Regions from separate parts of the Mus musculus genome. Here regions 1, 2, 4, 5 and 6 are each linked to region 3. Evidence: chromatin contacts called from public promoter capture Hi-C data. All regions are on one chromosome and are shown on one strand. Each heading gives the region's core, a stretch centred on a gene start, on an enhancer-like site or on the middle of the called end of the contact. The rest is flanking DNA. Distances are from core to core; before and after follow the strand shown. Region 1 holds the start of Tysnd1 (trypsin domain containing 1). Region 2 holds the start of Eif4ebp2 (eukaryotic translation initiation factor 4E binding protein 2). Region 3 holds the start of P4ha1 (procollagen-proline, 2-oxoglutarate 4-dioxygenase (proline 4-hydroxylase), alpha 1 polypeptide). Region 4 holds the start of Aifm2 (apoptosis-inducing factor, mitochondrion-associated 2). Region 5 holds the start of Ppa1 (pyrophosphatase (inorganic) 1). Region 6 holds the start of Nodal (nodal).

What was found. Promoter capture Hi-C pulls out the DNA fragments that hold promoters and counts their contacts. Capture Hi-C pulls out chosen DNA fragments and counts their contacts.
Region 1: a contact with region 3 is called in a promoter capture Hi-C map of pre-B cells, with 5 times the contacts expected there. The contact joins the promoter of Tysnd1 here to the promoter of P4ha1 in region 3. A contact is called at or near these places in 1 of 39 promoter capture datasets (pre-B cells) and 2 of 9 other capture datasets (adipose tissue and liver).
Region 2: a promoter capture Hi-C map of liver shows a contact between it and region 3, with 3 times the contacts expected there. The contact joins the promoter of Eif4ebp2 here to the promoter of P4ha1 in region 3. A contact is called at or near these places in 3 of 39 promoter capture datasets (liver and pre-B cells), 2 of 484 Hi-C or Micro-C datasets (CD4 T cells and pre-B cells) and 1 of 9 other capture datasets (liver).
Region 4: a contact with region 3 is called in a promoter capture Hi-C map of pre-B cells, with 7 times the contacts expected there. The contact joins the promoter of Aifm2 here to the promoter of P4ha1 in region 3.
Region 5: a promoter capture Hi-C map of liver shows a contact between it and region 3, with 2.1 times the contacts expected there. The contact joins the promoter of Ppa1 here to the promoter of P4ha1 in region 3. A contact is called at or near these places in 2 of 39 promoter capture datasets (liver and pre-B cells).
Region 6: a contact with region 3 is called in a promoter capture Hi-C map of hippocampal neurons, with 2.5 times the contacts expected there. The contact joins the promoter of Nodal here to the promoter of P4ha1 in region 3. A contact is called at or near these places in 2 of 39 promoter capture datasets (hippocampal neurons and pre-B cells).

The regions. Positions count from the first base shown.
Region 1 is chr10:61,694,193-61,697,065 of GRCm38.p6, reverse strand. Tysnd1 (trypsin domain containing 1) reads right to left here and starts at 1,552. Exons shown (of 4, transcript NM_027912.1): 1 at 324-1,552. The coding sequence starts at 1,495.
Region 2 is chr10:61,451,222-61,454,179 of GRCm38.p6, reverse strand. It overlaps Eif4ebp2 (eukaryotic translation initiation factor 4E binding protein 2), which reads left to right and starts at 1,511. Exons shown (of 3, transcript NM_010124.2): 1 at 1,511-1,778. The coding sequence starts at 1,634.
Region 3 is chr10:59,321,545-59,324,631 of GRCm38.p6, reverse strand. P4ha1 (procollagen-proline, 2-oxoglutarate 4-dioxygenase (proline 4-hydroxylase), alpha 1 polypeptide) reads right to left here and starts at 1,336. Exons shown (of 15, transcript NM_001316371.1): 1 at 1,156-1,336.
Region 4 is chr10:61,713,758-61,716,641 of GRCm38.p6, reverse strand. Aifm2 (apoptosis-inducing factor, mitochondrion-associated 2) reads right to left here and starts at 1,379. Exons shown (of 10, transcript NM_001284300.1): 1 at 1,290-1,379.
Region 5 is chr10:61,646,807-61,650,012 of GRCm38.p6, reverse strand. It overlaps Ppa1 (pyrophosphatase (inorganic) 1), which reads right to left and starts at 1,392. Exons shown (of 11, transcript NM_026438.4): 1 at 1,222-1,392. The coding sequence starts at 1,285.
Region 6 is chr10:61,416,036-61,419,294 of GRCm38.p6, reverse strand. It overlaps Nodal (nodal), which reads right to left and starts at 1,323. Exons shown (of 3, transcript NM_013611.5): 1 at 800-1,323. The coding sequence starts at 995.

The sequences.
Region 1 (2,873 bases), core at 303-2,802, 2.4 Mb before region 3:
ACTTACAGGGTTGAAGTTCTTAGGGTCAGCCTTCTATGGTCAAAGGGCTTTCACAGGGCCTAAACTGCAAAGCCAAGAGACAGAAAAGCTGCCCAAAGAGTTTCATGCTAGCTAAAGGGCTCAAAGTCACCCAGTCCTACCTGCTGCTGCCCATAGTCCCACGGGTCCCCGCGCTAAGAGTCGCTTGTGCCTGGCAGTTTGCTCAAGCTTCGCTGGGCCCTATCAAGAGGCCCAGATCCCCTCACTGGAGTCCTGGTTGTCAAATATGAACTGAGGTCTCTAACACTGGGGGCCTGGTGAGGGCGGGCAGTCCTGAGTCTTACTTGGGTGTAGCGGAGTGTACCAACACCCTGGCTGCTTCCCGGGGTGCCACATGGCGACAGGTGACCACCAGGCGAGGCGCCACGACCACTCCGGAGCCCCACACGGTACCACACTCCACCAGCACCGCCGCGGCCGCCCACGGGGGTCCGAGATCGCGCAGAGGCAGGCCCCGTGGCGTGCTCACATCGGGTGGCGGCAGCAGCACAGACAGGGAAGCGGAGCCGGGGTGCAGACGGGCGAGCGCCCAGCGGGCAACCTGAAGCAGCGGGGCGGCGGCGCACAGCAGCGTGAGGCCCACCCACTCGCGGGCCTTCCAGCAGAGCGGCGCGGCCACCAGAGCCACCAGCGCACCCGCAGGTCGAGCGGCGAACACTCCGCCGCCTTCCGTGCCCGGCAGGCAGCGCGCGTCGGTGAGCAGCAGCGGCCCGGCCGCGTTGCTGAGCACGCCGCGGCTCAGCGTGTTGAGGAAGATGTCCGGGCAGAAGGCACCGAACGGAGAGCCACAAGCCAACAGCGGTGCGCCCTTGACCACGGCCCCGAGCGGTGCCACGGTCACCACCGGTCCGCGCCTCTCCTCCGCCGCCGCGCCCCGCTGCACCCGCAGCAGGGCGAACCAGCCGAGCGCGCGCAGCTGGTCCTCCTCTTCCTCCTCCGAAACCGCATCGTCGGGCGCCGAGCTTACGAAGTGCCATTGATCGACCGCATCGGCCCCGAAGAGCCGAGCGAAATGCGAGCGGAAGGCCGGGCAGCTGAGCAGCAACAGCAGCTGCGCTGGTCGCGGGGGCTGCAGAGGCCGCGCGCGGGCCCGGCTCGGGGCGCCGGGTTCGAGGCCCAGGCTTGCGCACTGAGGCGTGCACAGCCCCGGGAGTTCCTGATCCGCGCGACCGGCAGGGCTGGCAGCCGTGGGTCCCCACTGCACGTGGAGACGTAGGTCATCGCTGCAACTGTCGCCCGGCAGGAAGGCGGTGCCCGTCTGGGTCAGCGCCGCGCTGCCCGTCCGCAGGAAGGGGGTAAAGATGCCTCCGTGGCACAGCACTAGGCCTGGGTTACGGCTCAGAATCACCCCGCTGCAGCTCCACGAGCCCGCGTCAGGCTGTCCGGCCCGCGAGGCGCTCACCACGCAGCCCGCCTGCTCCGCCACTCTCATAGAGGGTCCCCATTGCCGCCCCATGGCTTCCCCAAGACGTCGCACAACGGCTGTCACCACAGGGCGACTGGCGCAAACTCTGACTCAGGCCTCCTTGCCGAGCCCGATTGGCTAAACCTCAAGCGACCGCTCTTATTGGTTGGGCACAGCGCCGAGTCCTGATTGGCTATTGATGCTACTCCTCGTTTGCTAATCCTCCTTTCCCCGCCCTCTTAATTTAGCCAGCCTAGGAATCCTTGGGTTTGGGGTGGCGGGGTGGAGGGGCGGGGGAAGAGGTGAAAAGAAACCTCCTGAGACACAGACGTGAAGCGTCACAGGGAAACCGACAAGGGCGACACTCCCCAGTCGAATCTCGTACTTGACCGGCATCTAACTGTACCCTACAGCCACTGCACGGATGTAAGCAACCTCCGTCTCTTGACAGTGGAACAATATGGGCCAAGGGAACCCTTGGTTGATTCAGTACGTACATTCATACATACATGTGTTTATTCTGGATTTTCGAGATAGGGTTTCTCTGCTTGGTGCAGGAACTCGAGCTGCAGACTAGGATGGCCTCGAACTCGGGATCTACCAGTTTCTACCTCCCAAGCCACCAAACCCCGATCTACTTAAAAAATTTTGTAAATCCTACAACAATCCACTAGGGGGCATGCGACTCACAAAATTGCTCCTAGGACAGTTACTAAAATTCCTAAATACATAAATTGTTTTGAAAGTGGCACAGGGTGCCACTTTTTGGCCCACACTGGCATCGAACTTCGGCAGTTCTTCTGCCTACATCCTCCCTAGAGTCCAGGGATTACAGTTTTACTTTACCCATGGGTTATTTAACCATGTATTATACAACCTTTCACACGACATGTCTAACCACCACTCCGGATTTATGTTAGGTCAGGGCAAATACTTTGAAAGTACAGACTGAACTAGTTCAGGTTTTGTGGGCTATAAAATCATCACTTCCAAATATTCAGCATATAACCCAGTCTCGTAATTCGAATTTCATAACAGCTCATCTCCTCCACCATTTACAAGTGTAAAAATCAAGACTGGAGAGGAGGGCTCAGCACTTAAGAGCTCTAAGCACTTACAGCTCTAAGCATGGACCTTAGTTTGGTTCCCAGCACCCACATGGTACCTTACAGTTGCTTGTAATTATAATTCCAGGATATTCAATACTCTCGTCTGGCATCTGCTGTCCCCTGAACTCATGACTCAGGCAGGCAAACACGTACACATAAAATATAGTATTAAAAAGTTCCTCACTTTCCAAGGACAGGTGGGCATGAACAGGTATGTTTGGAGAGACTTCATGAATCTCTCTAAAGTATATTAATGGTTTTTGGTTTGGTTTGGCTTGGTTTTTCGAGACAGGGTTTCTCTGTGTAGCCCTGGCAGTCCT
Region 2 (2,958 bases), core at 262-2,761, 2.1 Mb before region 3:
GTCTACATATATGTAAATGCATCATGTTACATCATGTTACATCTCTGCCTGGTGTTGCAGAGATCAGAAGATAAGGTAGGTCAGATTCCCTGAACTGGAGTTATGGGTGCTTCTGAGCCACTACAAGTGTGCTAGGTACTAAACTCTGGTCCTCTCGGTGCTCTGCAACAGCAACAAGCGCTCTTAACTACTGAGCCCTTCCTCAGAGTCATTGATGGTTAAACCCTTAGTTCATCGTGTACGCATTGCTTTCCTTTAATAATGAGCAATTAAAATTATACTTCTTAAAATAACTTTGATTAGCTGGGTGTGGTGGTGCACGACTTTAATCCCAGCACTCAGGAGGCAGAAGCAGGTGGATTTCTGAGTTCGAGGCTAGCCTGGTCTACAAAGTGAGCTCCAGGACAGCCAGGATATACAGAGAAACCCTGTCTCGAAAAACCAACCAACGAAACAAACAAACAAACAAACAAACAAAAACTTTGATTACATTTATTTATTTATGGGCAGGCAGATGGGTGCTCATGGACTAGTGGAGAAGTCAGAGGATAACTTGGGAGAGTCGGTCTCCCCTTTCACCTTGTGGCTTCTGGGTGGTGGAACTCAGGTCTGCAGGCTTGGTGACAAATGCCTTTCTTTACCTGCTGAGCCATCTTGTGGGCTCCCAGAGTTATAATTTTTTAAAAAGATTTATTTATTTATTTTATGTATATGAGTACGCTGTAGCTGTCTTCAGACACATCAGAAGAGGGCATCGGATCCCATTACAGATAGTTGTGAGCCACCATGTGGTTGCTGATTTGAACTCAGGATCTCTAGAAGACAGTGCTCTTAACCACTGAGCCATCCCTCCAGCCCGAGTTATACTTTTAATGGTTAGATATAGATGGGAATATGAAGTAAGCCCTAAGAAAGTACTGTTAGTCCACACTTACACACCACAAACAATTACACACACACACACACACACACACACACACACACACACACACACACACACACACACACACACACACACACACACACACACACACACACACACACACACACACACACACACACACACACACACACACACACACACACACACACACCCCGCTTCCCCCCCCTCCCGCGTGCCTTAATCACCTACACTCAGCTTCACTGGGAGTCTATTATGTTCCTCTGAACTCAGCCCCGCCCCTCAAAGTCCCGCCCACCCTAAGGCTCCACCCTTCAACACTTCCTTTTTCCCGGATTTCCGGGTTCACCCTCTGCCTCTAGCCTTCGGCTGCCTCAGTCACGCCCCCAGCTACCCGCCCACTCGCCTCAGACACGCCCTCCAACGTCACGTCCGGCTTCCATATTGTCCCTCCCTCTACTACCCCTTGCTCCCGCCTTCGACCGCTTCCGGTAGTCATCGTTGCCGCTGCTGCCGCTGCTGCTCCTGCTGCTGCTGAGGCTGCAGGCGGAGGCCGGAGGACCGGGCGGCGGCGGCGGCGGCGGCAGCGGGAGCGGTATCGCAGCGGGACGACCGGGCGAGAGCAGGCGAGTTGAGAGCCGAGCGTGAGGAGCCAGAGCCGCCCGGCCCCGCCGCCGCCGCCGCCGCCGCCGCCGCCGCTGCTGCACAAAGCCTCGAGCCCGCGTCGGAGCCATGTCCGCGTCGGCCGGTGGTAGCCACCAGCCCAGCCAGAGCCGCGCCATCCCCACGCGCACCGTGGCTATCAGCGACGCCGCGCAGCTACCTCAGGACTACTGCACCACGCCCGGGGGGACGCTGTTCTCCACAACGCCGGGAGGTGAGCCGCGCCCGGCCTGCCCGCCATCACGGCTGGCGCGTGGCACTGCATGCTCGACCAACAGCTTCCTCCCCGCTGCCCGTACGGTGTGCTGCAGACCGTGCATTCTGCGCAGCGGGGCTTGCCTCTGGAGCTGTCCTACGGGCTTTGGGGAGAGGGAAGTCGGGGAGACGGACCTGGCGCGGAAGCCTAAGATGACTGGTCTGGCTGCGCCGAGAGTTCCGAGACGAGGCTGGCATGCACTCTGCATGCCTCGCCCAGTGTTAGCCTCCTTTGACAGCATTGTTTACTTTGTTAGAGGAGTCATCAAAGGTTGGGGGAGCCCCAGCTCCCACAAGTGGGACGTGTAAAATAGCTCCTTTGGTATCCAAGAAGTTGTTGGCTTTGGTAGAGGCGCTGTCAGGTTTCAGATCAGGGCTTTCGAAGAGCGGTTTTAAAGGTGCTTTGTCAAACAGCACACACTAGTCGGGTTAGGTTGCTTGATCCTAGGGAAAGGGCTTGTAGAAAAAAGCGATGCAAAGGGAGGTTCCTGAAGTTGCTTTTCAAAAGATGGCCGGGATCCGTTTACTATCACTGGAGAAGAGGTAAATAAAGTATGTTGAATTGGTCACGAGAGGAGGAAGCGCAAAGGTTGTTTGTCTCTTTTCTGGGCTGTTCTCTAAGAGGGAGGAGCCTGGAAGGGGTTCTTCCGGTGCCTTCATGAAGGGAACTGGCTTTCTGTCCCTAATCTCAGAACTTTGCCTTCTTTTGGTGACCCCGGGGGCTGGGCTTCAGCTAGAGGGTGAAGATTTGGTTAGCAGCCCTTACAGTCTATAGATCGCTGATCATGAGACAGGACTCCTAACCAATCACTTAAAAGTGGGCCTGGCCATCCTGGAATCTTGTGCAATTGGAAGGCACAGAGTAAGGGGACCTTGCCAACACCAAGAGACAGCAGTCCAGAAGGCTGTGTGTGGTAGTTAGGGCTGTGACCCTACTACTCCAGAAAGACGGGGTAGGAGAATGGCAGTTTAAGGCTAGCCCTGGCAATATAATGAGTTCCAAGGCCAGGCAGTGGTGGCACACACCTTTAATCCCAGCACTTGGGAGGCAGAGGCAGGCGGATTTGGAGTTCAGCCTGGTCTACAGAGGAGTTTCAGGACAGCCAGGGCTATACTGAGAAACCCTGTCTCAAAAAAAA
Region 3 (3,087 bases), core at 87-2,586:
CATGGCTCTCGAGTTAAGTCGAACCTGGCAGGTTCCTTTTAATTAAAAAAAAAAAAAAAATCATTTCCTAAAAGAGAACCCAGGAGCTTGTCTATCCCTTTCTGTGGAGGCTCTTCCCTATAAACCACGGTGCAATACCCCAAGAGTCCTCATTTTGGATGGTCAGCTGAAGATGTTAAGTCCGAAAGCCTGCCTTTGTACCAAATTCCCACTCTCTAGGAGAAACAACCTCGTATTTAACCGTACCATCCTTCCCCACACTGAACATCCATCTGGGGTCAATCACAAAATTCAGTTTAAAAGTCTCACACAACCATAGAAGGTTTGGCCAAAATGGACTGACTTGTTGACCCTGCAAGAGGAGGGGAGCGTGAAAGACGAAAAGGGAAAGGGGATCATCAGGGTGAGCTGAACCAGAGGAGGTGGGCAAGATTGGAAACCAGGAGGAAAGAAGGAGCAGAGGGAGAGAGAAATACAGAGACAGACGCGTGTGTCCTTAAGTGATTCACTGGGATGAAGAGGAAGGAAGAAGCCAGCTTCCCCAACTGTGAATGACAGCAACTTCTCAGCTAAACTCGGCGCCCCGGGCTATGTCTACTTGCTGAGACAACGCCGAGAAGCGCAACAGACAAGTTCAGTCCTAACTTCTGAGTAGGTCCCACTTCCCAGCTTTACTTTCCAAAAGTGAAAAGGAAAAAGAGAAGAAGAGCGATCGAAACGGAGAGACTCAGCCCCCGGCTGCAAGCGCTGCCTGCTTTCTCCACTGCCACATGCTAACCATCTGCGGCTCGGGCGGCCCAGACCCCCGCCCGTCCGCCCTCGCCTTCCCCCGGCTTAGTGGGGCGGACGAGGTACCGCTGCACAAGTCATCAGGGAGGCTGGCTGCCCGGGATGGAACATTCAAGAAGGTCCTAGTGCTGGGGCGGGGCGCAAGCCGCTGCTGCCGCTCCGGCCAGAGGCAGGACGGGGGTGGGGGGACGGCGAGGGAAGCTGGGAGAGCGCCGGGGCGGCCTGACTTCGGGGGTGCGGGGCCGGGTCCTCTCGGGGAGACCCGGGGGCGGCTGTGAGAAGGGCTGAGCCCCACTCCAGAGCGAAGGGACCCCGGCTGCCCGCGGGGACCCCGCATCCGTCTCCAAGATCGGAGGAGCGCCTCACCTGGATAGCGGGCCGGGAGGAAGGCGACAGCTCGGCTCGGGTCAGTCCTGTCGCCTGCAGTCCCCGCTAGCTAGCTCCCTGCCGCCCTCAGCCTGCTGGCAGTGCGACTGGGCAGTAGAGGGAGCCAGGCGTCCCTTTTATATTCCCCTGCCGCGCCGGCGCGCCGGAGAGGGGGCGGCCGCAGCCCTCGCTACGTGCGCTCTGTCACACCAGCTCCCGCGCCACTGCGCAGGCGCTTGCGGCGAGCCTCCCACCCACCCGGGAGTCGCCCAGGCCCGGGGTGTTCCAAGCCTAGGCTGGCCCACGCGAGGACGCAGTGCGCCTGCGCAGAGCTCCTGCCACGCCACCGTTCCCGTGGTTACCATGGGGCTTCCACCACCACCCCCGCCCGGGTTCCTGTAGGATTTAGCGCCTTCATTTCAGGGTCAGCGGCGGGTCTCAGAGCCATCGAAGCCATCAGGAAGGACAGTTGTGCAAAATTAGGAGAAGTTTATAAGAATTTAGGAAATAAAGTGGAGGTGTGGAGTGGGAAACAAGACGGTGTATCCGGGGTGACTGTCGGGGCTGGCTTGGCCCACAGGGGTTTTTGCTTTAATAAGCGTCTTTTTTACACTTTTGAACACGAGGATTTCGCTTAATCTCCCACCCGCATACTTTATGGGTGAATAATAGATGACAATTGAGTGTCATCTGAGGTTAAATCCTAACCCACTCTGTATAAAGTTAGATTTTAACTTCCCTGTATCTTGGGTGCTACATCTGCAAAGAAGGAATACAATATTATCTGTTCCCTAGGCCCTAGGCTTGCTGTGAGAAACAATGAGACAATGAATGAAAAAGCACTTACTTAGCACATGCCTAGGATTCAGGAAGAGCATGGAAACATATAATGGGGCTGGGGAGGGGGTGTACCAGGATGTTGGGTTTTGAGCATTTACCTAACATGGAAAAAAAAGGCCTTAGACTTTATTACCTAGCCTCAAACAAACCAGCACAGAAACAAGCATCAACAACAGTAAGTCTGGAGATGTGGCACACACAGCTAAGATTTCAGTTCCCAGCACCGTGCTGGGTGGTGGCTCACAACATCCTGAAACCCCAGGTCGGGCAGATCAACAACTCTGGGCTTCCAAGAACACCGGTATTTAACCACACAAGACACATACGTATAGTTAAAATGAATAAAATTAAATCTTTAAAAAAATACTACTGAGCACACTATATAAGGCACGAACTGTGTTTGAGTTTAGTCTTGATCTAAAAGAAGAGAACCTTAGTTACTGGCAATAAGGACAATGCCAGAGATAATTTACTTCCTGTCAGGGAAAGAAAGACTTTTCTAACATTTGTTACTCGTTTAAAACTGTAAAGTTTTCCTTGCTTGCTAAAGTATGGAACTGATTGGCACTTATCTGGGACAGAGAGACAAAGAGCTTCAGGCGTCTGAAAGCAATGGTTTCTAAAAGTGTGGCTCTGTGGGTCTAGTCAGGAGCAGTAGAGCCAAAAATGTTTTTGTAGGACGATTTCGATTCTTTTGCTATAATGACAACACAGTTGGATTTTCCAGAGACTTCTGCTCCTTTGTCATGGTTTAAGTGTGAGGCATATCCCAACCAGGCCACTAGTAAGAGAATTTACAGAAGAAAAACAAAAAAAGCAAAAAACCACACAGCCACCCCACTAATACTCTTAAGATGTTTTTATTAAAAATGTTTTTCTGCTAACTTGTAATATAGTTGTTTTAAAATGCACAAATAAAGCTATTTTATATATTTTTTTAACCTCTCACTACAGTAAATCCTGCCAGATATGACCCATATAAAAATCTCCTTTAATCCTTAATATGTTTTATGAGTCACGGACCAAAGGATGTCTCCAGACCTGAAGTCAGTGAAGCTTCAGTGTCAGGAATCAGAATTGCCAGCACCCCCT
Region 4 (2,884 bases), core at 130-2,629, 2.4 Mb before region 3:
TCATCCAGGCTTCTCAGGAAGGAAAATTTCAACATTGACACACAGGGTAGCCACATCTCCACTGTGGCCTCGAGGCAGAAGAGGCTCCTGAAGTGTGACTCAATAGGCTATGATATCTGTCCCCTCTTCCACTGGGGAAGGGAGGCGATGGCTCCCCTCTTTGGACACCAAAGACCAGGCTGAGAGTGAGCACTCTAGGGACAGCTGCTGAGGAATGCACCCCTAGATATACCGTTGAAAAACACCCCATGCTAAAAGGGACTGGCTGATAGAATGAAGAGGAGAAGGAAAAGAAGCACTCACTTTGGCATAGACACTCCTGCACTCAGACACACACACACACACACACACACACACACACACACACCCCAAGTGACCTGCCCATCCCTGGCCATTGCCAACCTGCATCTCCCTCCAGACAAGGCCCACTGGCTGTACAGTACTTGATAGGCCCAGCTCTAGTGAACAGGAGGTGACTTAGGCCAGTGTTGACATGCAGTCCCTTGAGAGTGTGGCTGAGCACTTGGGGTGTGTTGGCAGGGGACACAGGCTCATGTTAGAAGCTGATGCTAGCCTTGGTTCATAGGTGCTGAGTGGGGAGATCTGGAAGTTTCTTTCCAAACTACACCTGTCCTCCCCCGGGGGCCTCAGCTCTTAAGACAGCTGAGCATTCCCCCCCCACACCCCTAAATCCCAGGGTCAAAATTATCTTAGTGAGCTATGGGGATGTGTGGAGTGTGTGGTCTTGGAAAGAACAGGGTGCCTGGGAAGAGGGGGAGGAGGGAGGAAGAAAGAGTAAGAGAGAGGGAGAGTGGGAAAGGGAAAGAGAGAGGGGGAGGAGAGAAAGAGAGAGAGGGAGAGAGAGAGAGAAGAGAAGGGGATTCAGTCATTGCTGGTCTCGCTTTTTCTAACAGAACCCCTATTTCACAGGGGGGCGGGGTGAAGCAGGCCTCCAATGCACCCCTGGGTAACCCTACTCACTTTCTCTGAGATTCCTAAGGGTCTCCCGCTGCACTCAGACACCTCAGTCCTTCTGTCTGAGACCCTCCCAAGATCAAGGCCACGCCTGCCCCGCTACCCCTGCGCGTCCTGCTTCCCCCTCCCAAGACCCCAAGTTCTTCCCGGACAGATTTAGCGGACATTGAGGAGCAATGAATCCCGAGGAACCTGGTCCTCCGGACCGGCGTTAAGTATCCTAGGCAACGGCCCCCTCCTAATTCCGCGGCCCCTGTCATGCCCCTAGTGTACCCCACGCCGCGCGAGGGAACAAGGATCCCCAGTGACCTCACCTGTAGCGGTCCTTGGTCCTCGCGTCTTCCGGCGCTGAGGCCCCGTGTCGGGGCGTGCCCATCACTGTCTCCGGGTCGCAGCCCCGCCCCGAGCCCCGCCCCCGAGCCCCGCCCCTCCCGCTGCCCTGGAACTGACCTTGACCGCCTACCAGCCGCTCCCTACTTGGACACTCCCAGCGCTGATGCAGCCTAGCTAGCCTCTCAGCCTGCCAAGATCCTGCGCCTTAGTTTTGCCAGGGGTTTCTGGGAGACAACCGAGAGCCTCCCCAACACACACACACACACACACACAAACACACACACACACACACACACACACACACACACACACACACACACACTAGCTTTGCCATCTGCACACATGTGCATACGGACTGAGCGCCTGCTGTTCGCCCAGTCTTTGGTCCTGCACTGGAGCTTTAAAATGGAGAGCGGAACCGGTATATCCTTTGGTTATATGGTAGCCTGGAGAAAGAAGGGGTTTAACACAAGACTCAGGAGCTGTTTGCCTATCCTGAGTGCCCTGGATTTCTTACCCACAGAAGCAGAGCACGGTGGTGCATACCTGTAATCCTAGCATTTAGGAAGTAGAGGCAAGAGGGTTAGAAATTGGCTACTGAGTCCACTTTGGACTTCCTGAGATCCTGTCAAAAAAATGAAGCCATCAAACCACCACTGCTGACAGACTGCAGTGGTGCAGCCTTTAATCCCAGCACTAGGGAGGCAGAGGCAGGAGGATGTCTGTTGAGTTTGAGGCCAACTCGGAGCAAGTTCCAGGACATCCAGGGGCTACACAGAGAAACCAGGTCTCAAAAACCCTACAAAACAAAACAACAACAACAAGAAGACAAACAAAACACTACCACATCTCCTGTCACCTACTGCTGTAAGGAAGCTTGGAGATCAAAAAGTATTCAGGCCTCTCTCCCATACTGAAGTCAGCCCTGAGCAAGGGAGAGAAGCAAGCATGTGTGCCAAGTCACAGAAGGATGCCAGAGATAGGAAAGCCAGAGCATTCGAAGCTACATAGGGGAACGATAGGGCATCTGTCTCCAAGCAGATATTGTCCCCTACCCTAGGGGCAGTAGGCAAGTGTCCGTGAGGTCACGTACATACCTGAGCAGGGTGTACTAACTCATGCTTGTACCCACAGCCACTGGGGAGGCTGAGACAAGGAGGTTTACAAGTTCAAGGATATCCTGGGCTACAGTGAGAGACCCTGTCTCAAACATACATAGGCAGTAGGTAGCATTTCTTTATTTGGTTGGTTGTTTTGTTTTGCTTTGAACACTTGTTTTGATGAGAATTTCACACATGAACATTTCCATCATTTCCATCCTGTCTTCTATAATTGCTACTGTTGCACACACAGAAACAGACAGAGACAGAAGCTACCTGAAGGGCTCCAACAGGCCCAGGCACGACATACATGGTACCAGCAGCTTTTACCCTTTCCCCTTCCCTCTCCTGGCTAAATCCTTAGATCATTACTAAAGCTAGCCCCGCAAGGTCGGCTCCCCTAACTGGCCTCTGACTCATTTCTGAGACTGAACACCAAGGTCCAGCCATCAAAATTCATGATTTGGCTGCACTGG
Region 5 (3,206 bases), core at 143-2,642, 2.3 Mb before region 3:
TGAAGCAGGAGATCTCAAGTTTAAAACCAAGCTGAGCTAAACGGGAAAACACTATGGCCTCACCCACCACCACCCTCAAAAAAAAAAAAAAAAAAAAAAAGTGGAAAAAATACTCAGAAATTTATCCTTTTTAAAAAGTGCAAAGAGCGAGAACTAGTTAAATTACATAGTGGTACTAAATTTAGTGTTTCTTAAGTTCCAGAGAGCCCATTTGATAGACTTCAGCCTAATCCAAAGTCAAGGAGTGGCTTTGCTCTCTACCCACAACCATCAAATACTTACCACCAATACATTAAATACATTAAAAGCAGTGTGTTTATTCTGCACATATAGCTTGAAGACAATTCCCAGTGACCCAAAGGGTCACTTTAAAGGACACTGAAAAACCTGAAGCCAACACTATTTCCATGGCGAAGTTTCTGCTAGGCACTCTCTGTTCATTCTTTCAGGAATGTCTGTTTGCCCTGTCCTGAGATTGCTGCCCATCCCTTCTAAATAAACACAAAGAGGTTACAAACTGGAAGGGCCTTTGCTAACAGCATCGCAAACCTCTGTTAGCACCATGAATGTATGTATATACCTACAAGCTAAGGGCTTCCAGGAGAAACCCAGGTAGCTTGCAAGCACCTATCAGGAAAAGGTGACACACGTGGAAGGCCGATCGACTCCGCCTTTCTGAGTGCAGGGCAGGGGTTGGATGCGGGGGTAACTAGTGGGTTCCGGCACCAGGGTTAAGAACCTGGCTGTTCTCCCACCAGGTCCTTAGCTAGACGTCACCTGTCTGTCTAGGGAGGCAAAGCTTTCGGTTTCCTAGAAGCACTCCCGGCCATCAGGGCTTCAGAGAAGCCTCACCACAATAAGGCTAGTGCCGGGAAGACCTGGGCCTCAGTTTCCCATCTCTTACAACACCGGGGAGGACTCGATCCTGTTCGGCACCGAATTAAGGTCTTGAGGAAATCTCTGTCCTCCAGCCGGCGATCCTGAGGACAATCCTCTTAGGCGGTCGGTATCACCTCCGGGCACCTTCTAAGGGTGACTCAGTGGTTTCCTTTCCCCATGTGGCCCAAGTTCGAATGTGTGGAGGGAGCGCTCGCGGTGGGCACTGGGATGGCGGCCCTCGCTGGTCCCGCCGCCCGCCAGAGGGAAGGGGACGCGTCCGCCCGCCCGCCCGCTCGTTCTGGAATGAATGGGCGACCCGGCCCTCGGCCTCACGCCACTCACTGAGGAAGACGCGGTACTCGAGGGTGAAGGGCGCGGCGCGCTCCTCGCTGCTGAAGCCGCTCATGGTGTCGGAGATGCACCGCCGCCGCCGCTGCACAGCCACACAACCACACAGCCCAGACCCGGAGCCGCTGTACGGAGGAGAAAGCCCGCGCCTGCGTACCACGAGCTGGCCCGCCGGTCGCCGGCGCCGTGCCTTTAATGCGTGGGGCTCGCCTTGTACCCTGCCCCGCCCCGCCCACCCGCGCAGGCGCACTCTGCGCGACGCGCCTCCTCACGCCCCGCCCCCGGTTCGCAACCTGGGCCACGTGGCAGGCGCCGGCTGCCCTCTGGAAGCGGACTGCGGGTTGGCGGCTCCGCTGGGACAGAACGCTGGTTACTCTCCTGAGGCTTGCGGGTCGCTCACCTTTGATTTCTCTCTCTCAGGTCCTGCAGAGCAGTTCCTTATCTCGGAAGGCCTTGATAAGCCACCTGTTCCCCAGGCAGTCTTGTCTTTTCTTGTTTGGGTTTCTCATAGATCTTCATCTGCCTCCCAGAAGCTGGGAGTGTGCTACCAGCCCCCCACCCCCGGCCCAGGGCCATCTTCATTAAAGTTGAGAGTTTGGCTGACTGGGCTCTGAAAACTATAGGCTGTGACTAATGTTTTCCCAAGTGGTAGGCAATGGACAAATTTGCTTTTACTAATCTCCCTGATTCAGTTTCTCATCTGAATTGTTGGGTGGGTTCTGCTTGGACCAGACTCAAGCTGATTACTCCTGAACTCCCCAGATACCGCAGATTTCTCTCCCCACTCCAGATCCACTGGGACTTGAAATTGAAGCTCTGGGAAGACCCAGGAGTGTGCACAGAACCCCTTGAGGACGTTTCTCAGGAGTAGCTTCTCGGAGCTTGTTTTCCTAGTTCTATTGCACCACCCATTGAAGTCCAGGCTGTATCCCTCAGAGTGTGCTGTGGACGTTGGGAACTTTCACAGTCCTATAAGGTTGTGTGTGTGTGTCTGTCTGTCTTTGTGTATCACAACTCTAATTATAAGCCACATATAGCGTCTCACACCTGTAGCCCCAGACCTCAGGACGCTGACTTTCTGAGACCAACCTGAGCTACGTAGTGAGTTCTGAGCCACCCCATGCTACAGTATGAGACTATCTTAAAAATAAGACAAATCTAACCCAGGAAATTATCCACATTTTTTTAAAAAGCAAATTTTAAATTATGATAGACAGAATATCTTTCTAAAATATTTCTTAACTATTTATCTCAAAGACAGTTTCCTTTCAACTATTTTCAAAACAATCTCTAATATATAAATGGAATGCATAAACCACGTATTAAGTGGAAGCCTAAGAAAGTTAATTTCTAAATTGGCACGGTGGTGTATACCTGTAGCTGCAGCACTTGAGAAGCAAAAGTAGGAAGATCATGAATTCAAGGTCATCCTTGGCCAGTCTGGACTACATGAGACTCCCGCCTCAAAAATAAATAAATAAATAAATAAATAAATAAATAAATAAATAAATAAATAAATGGTAACGATAAATCTAACATTAGTCCGTGTTCCTCCTTGTCCCTCCTTCCAGCTGCTCACTCTGCTGACACCCATTAATTTTTCAGAAGGCAACTCACTAACTTTTGAACACAACACCACAGTGTTTCAGAACATGAAGGCAATAAAAAAAAAAAAAGACAGAAAGAAAGATAGAGTAATAGCCTGGTTGGCAGTACAGTGTAGACATGAAAGCAGCAGGAATCTCTGTACAGTGAATAATAATAAGTAGATCTGGGAATATGTGAGAGGTTGCAGCTCTGACTGAGTCCCTTTGTCATCTTTTTGGTCTTTGAATAGACAGAAACAGTTTTCTTGGGAAAACCCTGATTCTCATCTTTGACTGAGTGGACAGAAGCGCCACACTGGTAATAAAAAGTAGCCACACGCACTTTCCCTCAGAGCCGGGAGAGGTGATAACGTCTCTCTGACCTCTGGACTC
Region 6 (3,259 bases), core at 74-2,573, 2.1 Mb before region 3:
CCGGGTCCCGCGGAGGGCCGTCTGGCCCCAGAGGACAGAGGAGCGGGCTGGCCAAGCTGCCCAAGAGGCGAGATGTTGATTGCGCCCAGGAAGGTAGTCCTGAGTCCGAACTCCCTCTCCTGGGCACCCACCTGTCGGCCTACTCTGGTGAGCATCACTCAGGTCGCTGGGTCAAACACACACACACACACACACACACACACACACACACACACACACACACACACACACACACACACGAACACCTCGATCCAAGTAGGTTCCGAGCCTGTTGGTCACCAAGGACACCTGACACCGCCCAACCACGAGAGTTGCCTGAGTTCTGGACTTTCTACACCCGATCTCTAATTTCGGATCTTTGAGCCCTAGTTCCTGGTGTCACTTGCTGCAACCGGGATAAAACCAGTAACGACTTGTTTTATTTTACGCCCGGTTCTGGGCAGAGCGTTTCTGGGGGAGATGGGGCGTTGTCACCTAGTCCCTTCTATAAGTCTATCAAAAAGGTCTTACGATTTCTAAACTACAGATGGGCAAACTGAGACTCGCAGGTGCTCAGTGGCGCAATCCGGCCCACGCCCTACCCTTTTTACCCTCTACCATTAGAGGTAGGACCGACCGGAAAGGCGGTGGCCCCTGGTTCCATTCCGATCGCGCCACTAGCGCTGTGCTGAGCCTGCCCACGGAGAAACAATTAATCCCAGTCTCTGGACGATTCTTGATGCTCAGTCCCCGCTGCAACCATCGCGCGCCTCCCGGCCGTGAGCCCTTAAGTGCTGGCGAGGCCAGGCTTGCAGCCTACCTTGCGCCTGGAGGCTGCGGATGATGTCCGCCCGAGGCAGCGGGTCTCGGTAGAGGCTCAACATGTACGCCAGAGGGGACGGTGACGAGGGCTGCCCCCGTGTCCACAGAGGCAAAGCGGCCGCGGTCGGGGCGCGCGGGTGGAGTAGAGCCCAACAGGCTTGAAGAAGAAGGATGCGGAGGCTGTGGGCACTCATGGTGGGCTGTTTGGACCCGCAAACAACACCAGGGTCCCTTATATCTGAGCCGCCGCCGCCCCGCCCCTTTCCCTCCCTCCCTCCGGAGAGGCCTATAACCTATAGGTTAAGAACTTATAACCACCCTGGAGGGGCAGGGCAGGGGAGCCCCTGCTGAGGGGAGGTGTGATGTGCTGAGAAAGACTACAGAGAAATTGTGGCGGGGGGGGGGGGGGGGAGTTAGGGGTGCATACAGACTCTGAGTCTAAACCGCCCCGCACCTTGCCCCTCTACCTCGGGAAGTCTCCCTGCTGAGACAGCGGGCTAAGGCTTGCTCCGAGTGAAGCTTGATGAGCTAGAGGTGTGTTGGAGCCCTGGCTGGCTTCAACCCCAGAACCACAATAATGGCTTCCTTACTCTGCCTCTTCTGGACCCCTCGCGGTCCTCTCCAGTTCATCCAAAAACAGGTAGGGAGTGCTGGGCTAGGGGCCAGTCCTCTCTTCTGGGTAGCACCAGGCTAGCCTGAGCTACATCCTTCATTGGCAAGGCCCCTAGGTAACTAGGGGTTATTGAGAATTTGAAAGAACAAAGATTAGCCGGGTATGGTGGCGCACACCTTTAATCCCAGCACTCGGGAGGCAGAGACAGGTGAATTTCTTTTTTTTTAAGATTTATTTATTTATTATATGTAAGTACACTGTAGCTGTCTTCAGACACTCCAGAAGAGGGCGCCAGATCTCGTTACGGATGGTTGTGAGCCACCATGTGGTTGCTGGGATTTGAACTCCAGACCTTCGGAAGAGCAGTCGGGTGCTCTTACCCACTGAGCCATCTCACCAGCCCAACAGGTGAATTTCTGAGTTCGAGGTCAGCCTGGTCTACAGAGTGAATTCCAGGACAGCCAGGGCTACACAGAGAAACCCTGTCTCGAAAAACAAAACAAAACAAAACAAAACAAAAGATGAGCTCTAGGGACCTTGTTCTTGGTGACAAATGCCAGCTTCAAATACCAAAGTGCCCTCCTGGGGAGCAAGGGGAATAATTACTGGAAGCTGAAGGCCCAGCTATAGGGAATCTTGATTCTTGGTGGTTTGAGGGTGACAGGTCCTTACCTGCTTGCTATGGGAGTTTTTGAAGGTGGAAAAGAAAAGCTGGAGGTTTGCTGGCTGCATCTCCTGCCTGCGGGGCAGAGCCCTGGGACATCTCAGTCACTCTCCAGACCTGCTGACTTTGTCTGCCCAAGACAGAATTAAATGTCTTTGGTTTTTCTCAAAGTAACTGTCCTCAGTCATATTTCTTGTTTATGAGGAAATTCAATGTAACAAATATGCCATACGCGTAAGGCTTAGGGTAAGGGGTGGTAGGGCAAGGGGTGGTCATTCTTTCACGCTGCATAAATGATTGAGTTCTTAGGAAGGGAGCCATTGAGAAGAGAATTTGCAGGATGGAAAGATCCTAGCCTTTGTGTTTTCAAAAGGGAAGGCGGGATAGAAATTACCTTTAAAGAAATGTAAATTCCTGTCCCAAAGTCCGCCCCCATGTTTTCCTCCTCCATGACTAGTTTTCTCTTAGTTACTCCCCACCCCCACCCTGCCCCCTTCAAGCCTCCAACTAGCACATTAGCAGCTGCCTAACATTTACTGAACACCTACTATGTGCTGGGTACTTTACCCACTTGGGCGCTCTCACAAGTTGCGGGATGAGCAGGTGCTGGAAGCAGAGGGAGACACACAGGGCCCGCAGACCTGCGTGATCCTGTAGGAACTGCTCTAAACAGCTGAAAGGAGCCTGAGGTTGCAGGCACCCTGACTATCCTGATGAACTACCAGTTGGCTTATTCTGCCCTCCCATTCAATACCGTAGTCTAGTCTTAAGCTCCCCACCCCACCCTAAACAGGGTCTTGTGTAGCCCAGGCTAGCCTCGAACTCATTTTGTAGCTGAGGATGACCTCAGAATCGGATCGCTCCTCTTGCGATCCTCTATCTACCTCCTACTTACTCATTACGTGTGCCCTGATTTCTGTGATATTGAGGCTTGAACCAGCGGTCTCCTGCGTGCTAAGTAAAAACAATAGGAATTGAGCCCCAGCCCCAGCCCCAGCCCCACGCCCACAACAGTGCAGAGCACTTGTGTGGACTTGCCCAAGGACGCTGTCTCCTGAACTGTTTGTTAAGCCCCAAAATTCCCTCCGGACTTCAGAAGTGGAATTTGGAGAGAGGGCGTGGCTATCTACATATTCATCGAGCACCCCAGGGGTTCTTATCTGAAGGCTTTGGAAACCTGG